2 separate regions of the Sus scrofa genome follow, and region 2 is linked to region 1. Evidence: chromatin contacts called from public HiChIP or PLAC-seq data. All regions are on one chromosome and are shown on one strand. Each heading gives the region's core, a stretch centred on a gene start, on an enhancer-like site or on the middle of the called end of the contact. The rest is flanking DNA. Distances are from core to core; before and after follow the strand shown. Region 1 holds the start of TIAL1 (nucleolysin TIAR). Region 2 holds the start of RGS10 (regulator of G-protein signaling 10).

Region 1 (6,644 bases), core at 1,415-3,914:
CCTTGTCTAAAAAAAAAAAAAACCCTTCCCATGGAGAAGAGTGGGAGAAGGAAAAAGGAAGACAGAATAGTAAACATGTACTGACATACACGTACAATGAAGCTCAAGATGTTTCTTTACTTATATGTATACATGTCACATTTTTTAGACAACTGTAAACATAGACAAGTTAGGTGTGTTTCTGAGAAAGAACAGGAGATTGGAGAAGGTAGGGGTAAGAAACAAGTGACACAAAGACGTTAGCTTATTAGTCTATGGCCTAAGGTCTGATGGAGATGAAGACAAGGCAGATGCAAAGACAGCGATACGAATTAAAGGTACTGAAATAGCATATTATTTAGCACAAAACCAAGAATTCTTCATAAGGAAGAGACAGATACAGTTAATCAGAAATGTGCCACGAAAATTTACCAATTATTCAGTAACTATTAGGATGCAATGGTGACATTTCAGATTTTTAAATACAATGTAACTTTTATCTTTATTAAACACATACTAGCTAGACCTAAATCCAGCTTTCCCAGATGCTTCCATCAAAGAACACACTGCTAACTAAATACCAAGTCTTGACTTCAACAGATGTTAGGGGACAAACTTCATGTTTGTCCCAATTCTCTCTCTTCTGGGAAAATAGAGCAGAAATGGAAGACAACACAGGACATAAATACAAAACTTCTACCAAGCAGGCTTTCCATTCAAGTATTTGATGTGCTTAAGTTGGCCTCAAATTCTCAAAACAGTATAGCAGATACTTTAGTGAGACATTAAAGAAATAGGAATAAAAAAAATGCAACCCCCCCCGCCCCAACAAAATGAAAATCCCAACTATCAATATTGAACATAAGACATCTATTTTCTGGACTGAGCAATCTTTCTTTGGCAGGAGTAGAGATCAGAAACTAGTCAAACTTCCTGAGCACCCTTCCACCTGCATCTATTCCCCAAAAAGTAATTACCCCATCAGACAGCAGAGCCAAGTGAACTATGGTCATATAAACACCAGGCAGAGCCAAGAGAAAACAAAAGCAGCGTTCTGACTGACTCCTTGTACTCGAAGCAGGTGTGTTGAGCTTCGTAAGGCGAGGAAAACCCAGTGCCCAACTTAACACATTTAATTAGACTCACACTTAAAAAAAAAAAAAAATGCAGGAAAAAAGAAAGGAGTGCCACACTAGTTGGAAAGGAATGCAAACGCTGAGTCATCACTCTTCATTAGGAAAGGAAGGAAAGCGGTGGGAAGATGAAATTCATTCATTACATTTGGGCTTCAGGGTAAAGAGCAACAGCAAGGTGGAAGAAAAAGCACTCAAAAGACACACATCGAATAGCTGATAAAAATATCATTTTATCCAACTCCGAAGGGCTCGACGCAGAAATAGATTAGGTATGTAATAGAGAAGGTAGCACCAATAGAGCAAAAAGCTGTTTAACAACTGGTTGTCAGTTTAGCGTAGGTAGCGCTCAAAGTAAACTTCGTCATCCAAGAAAGGAAAGATGCTCCGGCGGCAAGAGGCATCCCTTTTGCACTTCAAAAGTAGCGGGCGCTTGGCGAGTGTTTCTGACAGCGTGGGCGGGGGCACGTGGGGCAGAAAGAGAGTAGGGGCTTGAGTGGCGGAAGAGTGTCCGGCTTCCTCGCAGAGCTTAGCTTGGGAGAAGAGCCGGGAGCGACTGGAGCTGGGGACGTGGAGGGCGTGAGTGCTAATTCCTCGCAGCACGCAGGGGATGTGGCCGCAGTCCCACCCCCAGTCCCACCCCCACCAGGCCCAGCCCCCGTGGGGACCGGCAGCTCCCGGCCCAGCCCAGGGCCCCCAAAGCACAGGGGGAGCAGGAGCTCTCCCGGGCCTGACAGACTCTGCCGTGCAAAAGCCCGGCTCAGGACGGGGTTGCAAAGAAGGGCGCGAGAGGAAAAGGTCGAAACTAGCCCCGGACCCCAGGAAGTGACTGTGTTTGGGGGAAGGGAGGGCTTCCTTCCCAAGGAAAAAGGGACAAATGAGGAATGCACTTCGCGTCCGCGCCACCCCAGCTAGGGAGCCGCCGAGAGTCCTGGCTTCGGCCCCGCTCTCTTGCTCCCTCCCATAGCATCCCGCAGTGCCCGGGCCTCTAGGCGCCTGGCACCCCCCGTCTGGGTACTCACAGAGTCCGGGGCTGCCCGTCGTCTTCCATCATGGTGGGTGCGACGGAGCGATCCCGGGACAAGGGGGAGGGCAGGGCTGGGGAAGGGAGGGGGTGGGGAGGAAGGGGAGGGGGGCTCCGGGCACCGGCTGGGGACAGAGGAAAAGGCACCGAACCCTGCTCTCGGGCTCTCTCCCCCCAGCCCGCTCCGGACACTGCGCTCCAACCAGGAGGAGCTGGAGGAGGAGGAGGATGAACAAAATGGCCGCCGCCACCAGCCAGGCAGGAAACGGGGCAGAGCGCAGGCGCGGCCCGCCAGGTCACCGCTCAGGCCAGCCGCGACGGCCTGAAAAAGCGGAGAACTGAGTGGGGAACAAAAGGGGCCACTGAGGAAACCTCGTGCCCGGTCACGACGGATCACGTCGTCGTTACTCGCCGGCTGGCTAGCGAAACCCAGCCAGCTCAAGAAGAACTCGAGAAAAAAGAGAACCGCCGTAAAACTGAAGTCTCTGGGAATTGTGGTCCTGGAAATGAGAGAGGTAAGCACTTCCCCGGAGGACTTCTGGGAACTGTAGTCCTGAGGAGCCGGAGCCGCTCTGGGAAGCGAAGAAGAGACTTCTGGGTAGTGTAGTCGTACGTGAGACGTGCGGCGACCAGGAAGTCGGCGTGCTGGGAGGGGAGGGAGAGAATAAAAGCGACGTTGAAAGGCAGGGAATCGAGCTGGGAAAAAGCGGCGTCGGAGAAGTAGACTGCAAGTCCCATAGTGCCTCGCGCTGGGGGCTGTCCTAGGACTGCTTCAGGCATTTTAAGACTCTTCTGTTGGCTCAGCGTGGGCTGCTGCTCCGCCTCTGTCCAGCCCAAGAGCGGTATCTTCAACTGCGGCTAATTCCGTGCTCTGGCTCCGCGTGGCGTCCAAGCCCGCAGGCCTTTCTGGCCCTCCTCTATTCATCAAAACCGCCCGCCCGCGGTCGCCAACTGCCGCCCCGCGCGACGGGCGGAGGGGCTGGGGGGTTCCTCCGGCCCAGCGCTGAGCTGGAAGCTGCGCTCGCCGGGGCCCCTCCGGCTTTCTCAACAGCCCGCCGATTCCTCCTCTGGGCTTGTTTTCCCGCAAATAGGTATTCTACCCTGGGTAGACGGCTTCTTCATTCGTTATCTCATCGGATAAGGGGGTCAAAAGAGCAGCCCTCCACTAAAATGACTCATCGAGTTGGTGTAAAGAGGGCGATAATGCCCTTCTGCCCCTCATTTAGTTATTAGAGTGAGTCTTTGGGCAGAGACGTGCACAGACTTAAGGCTGTGTTTACAGACATCCATCCATCCATCATATGGACGGGGAATGAAGTCTTGCTCGAGTATGTGGGAAACCCCGTTCAAACTGGCTACGTAACCTTGTAGAATTTGTTTTTTTCACCGGCGGCAGTTCACCCTACGCTCCCACTCCTTCACCCCACCCCCAAGCGTCTTTGGGAGAATGCTTTTGAGCTCGTACCCCCTCTTGTAGGTTAGTGAAGTGAAGGATTATAACGGCGAAGAAAGATTTTTCATCCTGTTGCCAGAGCTAGAAGGTCCCAGGTAAACTGTGCCTTGAGAGTTGGTTTTATAAACACTACCACTGACTCCTAATCCTGTGATGGGGGTCAACCGTGCAGCAAAAACGTTGTAATGTCAATATGGGGAGGAAGAAGTGGGGGGTTCAACCTGGAAGGCTTCATAAGACCTTGAGAAGAGAGTTGAGCCCCCTGAGTCAATGGGAACGTCAAGGGGCACCGAGGCCAGGACCCATGGGTAAAAAAAGTGTATGGGTTTGGTGGGGGGAGAAGTGGGGGAAGGCATGGAGTAGGAATCTGGAGAGCTAAGTTAGAAAGGTGGGCAACGGTTTTATAGCACCATGTTGTTAAAGATGGGTACCAGGCTGAGGAGTTTGGGGCTTTGTCTCCCAATCAATGAGGAGCTATTCAGAGGTTTTATTTTTTTTAATTGAACCGACGTCCAGAGCTGTAACCATCATCATCCAATTCATCATTGATCCACGCCCACTGTGTTAATTTCCTATTGTTGCTGCCACAAACTTAGGGACTTAAAACAGGACTATATTGGGAGTTCCCATCGCGGCTCAGTGGTAAACAAATCCGACTAGGAACCATGAGGTTGCGGGTTCGATCCCTGGCCTTGCTCAGTGGGTTAAGGATCCGGTGTTGCCGTGATCCTAGCTGTGGCTCTGGCATAGGCTGGTGGCTACAGCTCCGATTGGACCCCTAGCCTGGGAACCTCCATATGCCATGGGAGCGGCCCAAGAAATGGCAATAAGACAAAAAATAATAAAATAAAATAAAAAAACAAAAAAAAACAGGACTATATTATTTTAGAGTTCTGGAGGTCAGAAGTATGAAATTAGTTTCACTGAACTAAAACCAAGATGTTGGCAGGGCTGGTTCCTTCTAAAGTCTTTGGGAGAATGGGCTTCTTGCCTTTTCCAGCTTCTAGAAACCGTCTGCATTCCCATCATCTTCAAAAACAGCAGCATGGCATCTTCTTTCCTCTCTGACCTTTCTGCCTCTCTCTCTGTGACTGATCCTCCTTCCTCCCTCTTTGACTTCATGAGGACCCTTTGTGATCACATGGGGCCAGGATAACGTCCCATTTCTCTGAGACATTCAATCATGTTAGCAAAACCCCTTTTACCATAACCTAATGAGTACACTGGTTCTGGGGATTAGAGCATAGACATCTTGGGGGGGGGTGTCATTATTCAGTCTACCACTCCTGCCTTCATTTAGTTTGTTACTTTTTTAAAAATGCAATAATAGCTGTGAGCCCTCCACCCTAAAAAAAAAGTTCTTAGGGACGCAGTTTAGTCTAACTCTTGGGTTTGCTCACACACACACTCTCTCATCCTCCTGCCTCCCCTCACCTGGGTTCACCATCATGCTGAATTCTGAATTTAGCATTTCTTGTTTTTCTTTTTACAGAGTTTTATTCTCTATATATGTATATACATAATTTTTTCCCCAAAAAGTGTGTGTGTATACACATGTATTTTTGAGGGGTTTTTTTGGTATAATAAAAAAAGGGTATGTCCATTACGTACTTATTAGGATGGCCAAAATCCCAGACCCTGACACCACCAAATGCTGGGGAGGATAAAAAGCAACAGGTACTCTCATTCCCTGCTGGTGGGAATGCAAAATGGTGTAACCACTTTGGAAAATATTTTGGCAGTTTCTTACAAAACTAGTCATAGCTCCTAGGTATCTCAAATGAGTTGAAACTTATGTTTGCACAAAAACCTGCACATGAATGTTTATAGCAGGGTTTATTTATTTATTTGGCCACACCCATGGCATGTGGAAGTTCCTGAGCCAGGGATCAAACCCACGCTTCAGCTGCCACCTGCGTCACAGCCACAGCCATGCCAGCTCCTTAACCAACTGCACCACTGGGGGACTTCCTATAGCAGGTTTCTTAGTAACTCAAAATTTGGAAGCAACCAAAATGTCTTACAGTAAGTGAATGGGCAAACTAGTACATCCAGACAATGGGCTATTATTTGGTGACAGAAATAAATGAACTATAAAGCCACAAAAAGACATAAATGCACATTGCCGAGTGGAAGAAACCAGTGTCAAAAGGCTACGAACTGTATGATTCCAACTGGGTGACATGCTGGGAAAGACAAAAACTATGGGAAAGGGGAAAAGATGAATGGTTGCTAGAGGTGGGGCTGCGTAGGTAGAGCACAGGGCATTTTTACAGAGGTGAAACTACTCTGTGTGGTACTGTAATGATGGATCCCATAGAATGTACATCATGAGTCCTAATGTGAACTATAGACAATAATGTATCAACACTGGTCCATCCTTTGCAACAAATGCACCACATAAATGCAAGGTAGTAATAACAAGAAAAACAGCATGTGTGGTGGAGAGAGGATGGCTTGGAACTTTATCCTTTCTTTGTAATTCTTCTGTAAACCTACAACTGCTCTAAAAGTCAAGTCTGTTTAAAGGGGAAAAAATGCCTTTGCATCTTTTTGGACTCTCTTCACCCTCCGTAACATGCAGAAGATTCAGCCATATTTTATGTATTTAGTTCATTCATTTTCACTATTGTGTGCTATTCCAGTGTGTGATCATAGCACACTTTGTCTGACTTCTCATGAATGGACATTTGGGCTGCCTCCAGGTTTTTACTGTTGTGAGCAGTGCTGCTATGAACATTCCTGTACTCTTCTGTTACAGATGTACATGAGCTCTCTTTGGTTTATTCAAGTCTGTACCTAAAAGTAGAATTGTTGAGTCATGGGGTATGTGAGTATTCAATTTTAGAAGATAACGTCAAACATTTTTTCCAAAGTGGATACCTGGATTTGTGCTCCCATTAGCATCATGTAGGAGGGCTTATAAGGGGACCCACGTCCTCCTCAACACTTGCTTTTGTCAGACTTTTTACATTTTTATCAATCAAAGTGTTAGCTCAGTGTGGTCTTAATCAGTAAGATTGAGCATTTCTTCATATTTTATTAGCTCTGTGTG
Region 2 (6,731 bases), core at 2,380-4,879, 43 kb before region 1:
CTGGTGGTCTGACTGCACCTGTATTTAAACAATGCCCTTCACCTCTCTGCCTGCTTTGATCTCCTGAAACTGCAGGCCCCGGGGCTGGTGATGTTCTGCAGGGGAAACTCTCCCCAGTGGCCAAGTCCGCCCTGCCACTAGGTTGTTATAACAAAGACATTGAATTGTTATGTCAACTGTCATCTTTAAATAAAAACTTCAGCCAGCCATAAATCTGAGACTGGTCCCAGAGGTTTAATGGGATAATATATAACAGGCCCCAGGGCTGAGCGCCGTGGCGGGGGATTCCCCTGGCGGTTCAGCCCTCAGTCTGGACCCAGGGGGTGGACGGCTGTGGCTGTGGCTGTGGCTGTGGCTTTGGCTTTGCTTTTCAAGTGAAGAGCATCCCAGTTATCAACAGTGCACGTGGTTATAGGGGGCAGGGTGGGTGCACAGAACCCTTCGAGGGGTCCTCACAGTTTAGGGGCATGGCCTAGAAAGCTGCATTTTATCAATTCCCCCCCCCCCATGTGGTTCATGAACGCACCTTGAGAAACCTCAGAAAGAAGAACAGTCACATTTTGAATTGCACTTGGAATGAGGGGTTGGGAGTGCCAAACCTCAGCTTAAAGACATTGTTTCCAATAAGATTTTGCAGAAAAGCAGGAAAAGTCTAGAATAAAAGGAGCTAGGAGGTAGGACGGCAGCCAGGTCCAAATCGGGGTCCTGCAGGGGTGGATCCAAATTTTGTGGGGCTGGAAGTTTGTACAATCTAGAGAACCACTTAAAAAAAAAATTCAAAATCACCGCCCCCTGCCCCCGATTCAGTCTAGGGTCCCATGGTTCGCTTGGCTGGCTTCCAGTGCCTTTGCCTCAGGGCCCACGCTCCACCTTTCTCAGTGCTGGGTGGTGATGACCAAACTGGCAAGGGGTTATTTGTCCTTTCTCATCAGGGGACAAACTTTAAACCTAAAAATCGTTAACAACATCAGGCTCTTGGAAGCCAGGCATTCATTACCAATCCATGATATTTAGCTACCGATCTTTCTATCACAACCTAATCACATTTCGTCAGCCTTAAAATGTGTTACCCTGAAAGCAGTACACTCCACTGAAACAGCCCCAGTCTTTCTGGCGTACAACATGCGCCCATGCACCCCCAAACCATGCATATCCCATAATTCAGTTGATTTGTTTGGAAGACTTCAACTCAAAAGCCACCTGTGCAGTGATGTTCACAGAAGCTCTATTTATAATAAAAATGGAAAAGATAACAACTAATCATTACTCAGTAATGCCAGACACTGTACTAAAAACTTCATATACATGCTTTTCTGTGTTTTATCCCATCACTCTATGAAACAGTTTAAAGACGGTAAAACTGACGCAGAGGTGTGCTGGTGAACCAGCTCTCCTGGGCAGCGGAGTGGGGGAACCTTGATTTTTAGCATCTGCTGATTTTTGTGGTGTAAATAGCCACCGACAGCCAACTTCAAGCTACCTATGGTTTAGCAACCAGCTCCCAAATTTCCTGATGATGTAGCAATTGGTTCAGAGGTCAAGTAACTTGCCCCCAAGTTCACTGAATGATAGTCAGTGTGGGAAGCAGGAGTTTTTCAGAGTCCAGACTCTGACCATCACTCCATAGGCCTGTAAATATCCAACCATAGGGAGTAGCTGATACGAAGACCCACATGGATACTTTGACTCACAGGCAACACAGAAATGTTTACATGACCACTAAGACTAAATATAAGCAATTTACAATAACCCTATGAAATCCTATTTTATTAGGGTGGAAACCCTACTTTATTAGGGTTCTAAATATTAAGTGCAATAACATGCATCATTTGATAGATGGGAAACCAGCTGTAACTGTTTAAAGAGGGATCTTTTATTCCCATTTTGCGGATCCTTATTTGCACAGGGAGGCTCCATAGCTAGTAAGTGGTGGAGGTGGGATTTGGATCCACCCAACTTAGCTTCCATCCTTTCTCTTAACCACTGTGTGTCTCATAAAATATGATATTCAGTGGGACAAAAATTCATGAGCCAACATGTACACACTGAGTATATACAGAAGCAACTCCTGGGGTGGAAGGCAACAGAAAAACCTCTCACCTCCAGAGTGGGGCCAAGCTGGGTTTGAAAGAGTCTCTATCACTTCCTAAGTGTGACTTGGGACAAGTTACCTAACAGCTCCTGGCTTCCCTTCGTTCCCTTCTCCATAAAGGGGCGAGAACAGTACCTATCTCACTGGGTTGCCCTTAAGAGTGAAGAGAGAATTCACCGAGAGCCGAGTGAACACAGAGAGTGGTCCCCATTAAGCGCTCAAAAGGGCGTAGCTGTTATCATGAACAAAAAGGGTAAGATGGTTGGAATCAAGGGCATGGTTTCATCATCACCGTGGGTTCTTTGTCCTGTCGAATCGCTCCAAATTGTCCTCGGGCTGGACCAGAGTGACCGCCAAGCCGAACCCTTTGCAAAGTCGGCTCTTGCCTGGGCGCGAACTGCAAATGCTGGACCAGAGGGATGGCCAAGCCGAAGTCTTTGCAATGTCGGCCCCTTGCCTGGGCGCGAACGCCCTTCACCTGGCGTTCACCCTTTCTTCACCCCACATTTCGGCTCCGCAGCCCAGAACAGAAGGCGCTCGGCAGCCCCAGCCCGGATGCCCGGGGTCCAGGCGTGCCTTCCTCAGGCACTGCACAGGCATCATTCACACCAACGCCTGCAGCAGAGACAGAGAACTCAAGAAAAATGGGGGGGCGGGGGCGGTGACGGTCTGCTTTCAGAATCTAGATCCCATACTACCTTCAAAGTTTGGGGGTGTTCTGGATCTCATTTTTCTCCCCGATCTTCACTAAAAAGAAAAGTGCTGCTGTTCCTCTTTTTAGACAAACTTCCTCCCCGGCGCACCTCTCGCGGCTCTGTGCTCCCGCCGCGGCTGGAACCGCAAAGACGCTGGACGGAGCTGGGAGAAGATGCCGCGCCCGGGCGGGAGGAAAGGATGCCCTGGACCGGCATCGCCGGCTCGAGCGGCTCATTGCTGCCCCTGGGGGCACCCCAGTCCCCCACCCATGGAGCCCCTTACCTGACGGCGGCCGCTTCCTGCTCAGCCGGCTCACAGCGCGGTTAAACATCGCTGCGACACCCCGGGGAGGAAGGAGGAGCAGCCGGGCGGCGCGGGCGGTTGAGCTGGGGAAGGCGAAGAGCAGGAGGAGGCCGAGGAGGAGGAGGAGGAGCCGGCTCAGGACCGCCCCGGAGCGCGCGCCCCCGCCCCACCGCCCTCCGCCCGGCCAGGCGCCGCGTGGCGCGCTCCTTGCGCCCTGCCCACCCCAGCTGAGGCCTCGCGGTCCAGCCCCGGGGTGCCTGGGCGGGCAGGGCGCGCACGGGTGACTCCCAAACACCAGAATCCGGCTCAGCGCCCGGGATGGTGCGCACGAGCGCAGGAGGAGTTTGCGCCGCCTAGGACTTAGGAACCCTGCCCAGGCGGTTCGCGCGTCCCAGGGACCCCTCGCTGCCCCGCGGGGCTGGCCAGAGAAGACGCCCGCAGTCCCGCCCTGCCCGGCCCCCAGCCGTCTCCCTGCAGCCACGAGAACCGGGAGCGGCACCGCGGGAGCACAGTGCTTCTTTGACTCCCTGCACTTTGGCGGGGAGGCAGGCCGGGGTCACATCCCGGCTCAGAGACCGGGAAGCCGAGGCCTTGAAGTGCTGCAAAACCTAGGCGTGGCCAACGGCCTTCTTCTTGTCCCGGTGATCTAGGATCCTTGCTCCCCAGGCTTGCCTGTCCCGCGACTCCGTGGGCACTGAGCCATCCCACCGCCACGAGAGCTAGTGCGGCGTCGCTGCCGAAACCCGGGCGGCGGTGTCCACCTGCAGAGCGAGCAGAGCTGCTGCGGGTGGGCGCGCCCTCTTCCAGGTGGGCTGCGTGGGTGCCGAAACTTGGGCGCTAGAGCCCTGGTCTCGAGGGAATTCTATAGGAACCCCTTAACGTTCCAGCCCAGAGCGATGCCTCTGCCCCGCACACCAGCTGACTGGAGGGAATAAGTTTAGGGACACGTGGCTCATCTTCCCGGAGGGCCTTTGAGCTCAACGCCCGGAATACGAACCACTAGGGTCCGCGCTGCGCCCTACTTCTGATTTCTCCTCTGTCACCAGTCACCTGCTCAGCGCCACCAGTTCTACTCGAATCTATTCTCATTTCTTCTGCGAAACAGACCAAGAGGGGGTGTCATTAGCCCCATTTTCTTGAGGATTTGGTTTGTGAGAAATTCTTTCGGGCGAGTCCTATTTTTCCCCTTGTGTATCTGGCTTTGTCTCTAAATTGGTCTTTATTTTTAGCTGTACTAATTGCTATTTTTCTCAACCGTTATACCCAGTCTCGATCCCCCTCCACCCATCCTTTCTCAGTATTTTCCCTAGTTGGCACTTTCTTTTATATCTGCTATTCTGAGCTTCCCATTCGCCAATTTTTCCTCCTCCCTTTACCCACCCCTTCAGTCCCAACCCCACCCGGCCCATTCCTGGCCTTCTGTGGTTGCCTCTCATTTCTCTCCCTACCTCCCCTTCCCCTCTCAAAGTATGCCTTTCCTCAGAGTATTTCTAACCCCCCCCACCCTGCGCCCCCTCTGCTGCATAGAGAGGCTTTTCTTACTCCTGAAGGGGGGGTGTGTGTGTGGGGGGGGTGCTTTCAGCTGCAACTCCAGGAGACCACTGTGGTCAGGAAAGTAAAACCCAGCTGCGAAGTTCAATTTTAAAAGCTTCTCTTGTTGTTGGGCTCCTCTGGGGCTGGGCTCCTGCTAGCTTCCTCTCATTGTAATGGGACTGAACGGGTGATGCTTAAAACTATAGGCTGCAGGTTCATCCATTGTAAAGGAAGGACCTTTCAACTCTGCAGAGTCTTGGATCCAGATGAGGTCGCTGCAGTTTCATTGCAATAACCAGGGACTTTGTGCAGCACACTTCCCCAGAAAACGTCTCCAGAGACCAAATTACAAGTAATCTTAACACAGGAAATAAGGACACTGGCACGATGGGTAAAAGTCAGGCACAGCTGAATGTTGCTAGGTCCACCCCGTGTCCTGATAAAACCGGGCATCGCCTAGGACATGCTTATGAATCTGTCCTGAGCTGAAGGGGCCAGGTTTTCCTGAAATGAAAATAGAAGAGCTTCAAATCACTTTTACTGTCCCATTAGCATATCAGATAATGAGTATAGGAATGAAGACCCACGATTAAGGTTTAATGTTTCAGGACACTAAAAGACTGTCCTCATGAAACTGCTATAAATACCTGTTTCAAGTGTCTGAAGATCCAAAAGCCAGTTTTCAACATGTACTGCACAAAAGCCTGAGTACCGAGGTACAGAACCACACAGTTCCTAAGTCTTGCCAAAAGAAAACACACACACACCCCTCCCGCATGATTCAGGTTCTGCCTGTGGCTTGCGGTGGCTAAAGATGCTTACCACCCAAATAGCATCACTCACTTTGTGTAGCTCATCTCAAACCTTTACAAACACTGGTAGCCAGTCTGAGCAAGAAAAGGACAAGCAGTCTGGCCCCTTCCTACCCCTGCTGGTCTGGCCTTTAGTTGCACAACTTTCATTCCAACCAGGAACAGAGCAAGAGACTAGAGTGTCCTGAAAAGCAGAACCCCAGAATGATCATTAACTTTAGAGTTTGCTGCTTTTTATTCTCAGAAACTTACAACTGGTAAGCTGTGAATACATTATAGAGTCTTTTATCATATACATAAAATAAAACATATTTGAGTCTCTTAGAAATTTCAACCATTTGAAGCAGGTGAGGTATGGTCAAATAAGTAATTATGTAAGCGCCCAGCTTGGAGTCAAGAGATCTGGGTACGAATCCTGGCCAATCTTTACACACAGCCTCTTGGGATTGGACAAGGAAAGGATGCCACCTACATTCTAAGAGTGTGGTGTTCACTAGCAATAAACAAGAAAGCACCTGGCACAGTGCCCGGCACATGTAGGTACAAAAAAAAAAAGCCTTGGAATCTGAATAACTTACTCCCCCTCCAATGCTGTTTTAATAATAAATTTTAGCTTATATGCGGTGAAAAATAGCATTTTAATAAATTATAGGAAGTTGGCAGGGTTAGGAACCATGTGATGCAATTGACACCCAGTGTAGACAGGGAAAGTAAATGGTTACAATCTCTCTGGAAGGCAAGCGAGGCAGATGTATTTGGATGATATTTTGGCAGCATGTATAAAAGCCTTCCAAATGTTTATACCCATTGGACCCGTGAATAATTGTACAACTGGTAATTTATGCCAAAGAATAAGAAATACAAAGGTTTATGTGCAAAGTTGAATATCATAACACTTCTTTTATCAGTGCTATTTACGGTAGCTATAAATGACCATTAATAGAATGACTAAGTTACAGTATATTCCTATGATGCAATGTTGAACCCAGTAAGAACTGGGTGAGGAATATTTGGTGATGTAGGGAACGTGTTTATGAAGCTGTCATTGAAAAAAGCAGGATACAAATAGAGACATTTTTGAGTGGGACAAGTGAGGAAATATAGCATATTTATGGATAGAAAGCTTGCAGGAAATGATTCCAAATGCTACCAGCATTTACCTCTAGATGTTGGGATAATGGGTGATTTTACTTTTCATTGTTATATTTTTCCCGTTTTGCAAAATCTCTTCAGTGAATATGCTTTTCAACTGGGGTGAGGGGAAACCAGCAATTGGAAACTGATCAAAATCTCTA

What was found. HiChIP or PLAC-seq counts read pairs in DNA pulled down with a chosen protein or histone mark.
Region 2: a contact with region 1 is called in an H3K27ac HiChIP or PLAC-seq map of alveolar macrophages. The contact joins the promoter of RGS10 here to the promoter of TIAL1 in region 1. A contact is called at or near these places in 1 of 5 promoter capture datasets (fetal liver), 1 of 47 Hi-C or Micro-C datasets (embryonic fibroblasts) and 2 of 2 datasets of contacts at active chromatin or transcription factors (alveolar macrophages and skeletal muscle).

What each region holds. Positions count from the first base shown.
Region 1 is chr14:129,464,486-129,471,129 of Sscrofa11.1, forward strand. It overlaps TIAL1 (nucleolysin TIAR), which reads right to left and starts at 2,665. Exons shown (of 12, transcript XM_003133196.4): 1 at 2,135-2,665. The coding sequence starts at 2,166. LOC110256777 (a long non-coding RNA gene) reads left to right here and starts at 1,698. Exons shown (of 2, transcript XR_002338744.1): 1 at 1,698-1,910; 2 at 2,315-6,644.
Region 2 is chr14:129,420,521-129,427,251 of Sscrofa11.1, forward strand. RGS10 (regulator of G-protein signaling 10) reads right to left here and starts at 3,630. Exons shown (of 5, transcript XM_001927416.4): 1 at 3,071-3,630. The coding sequence starts at 3,119.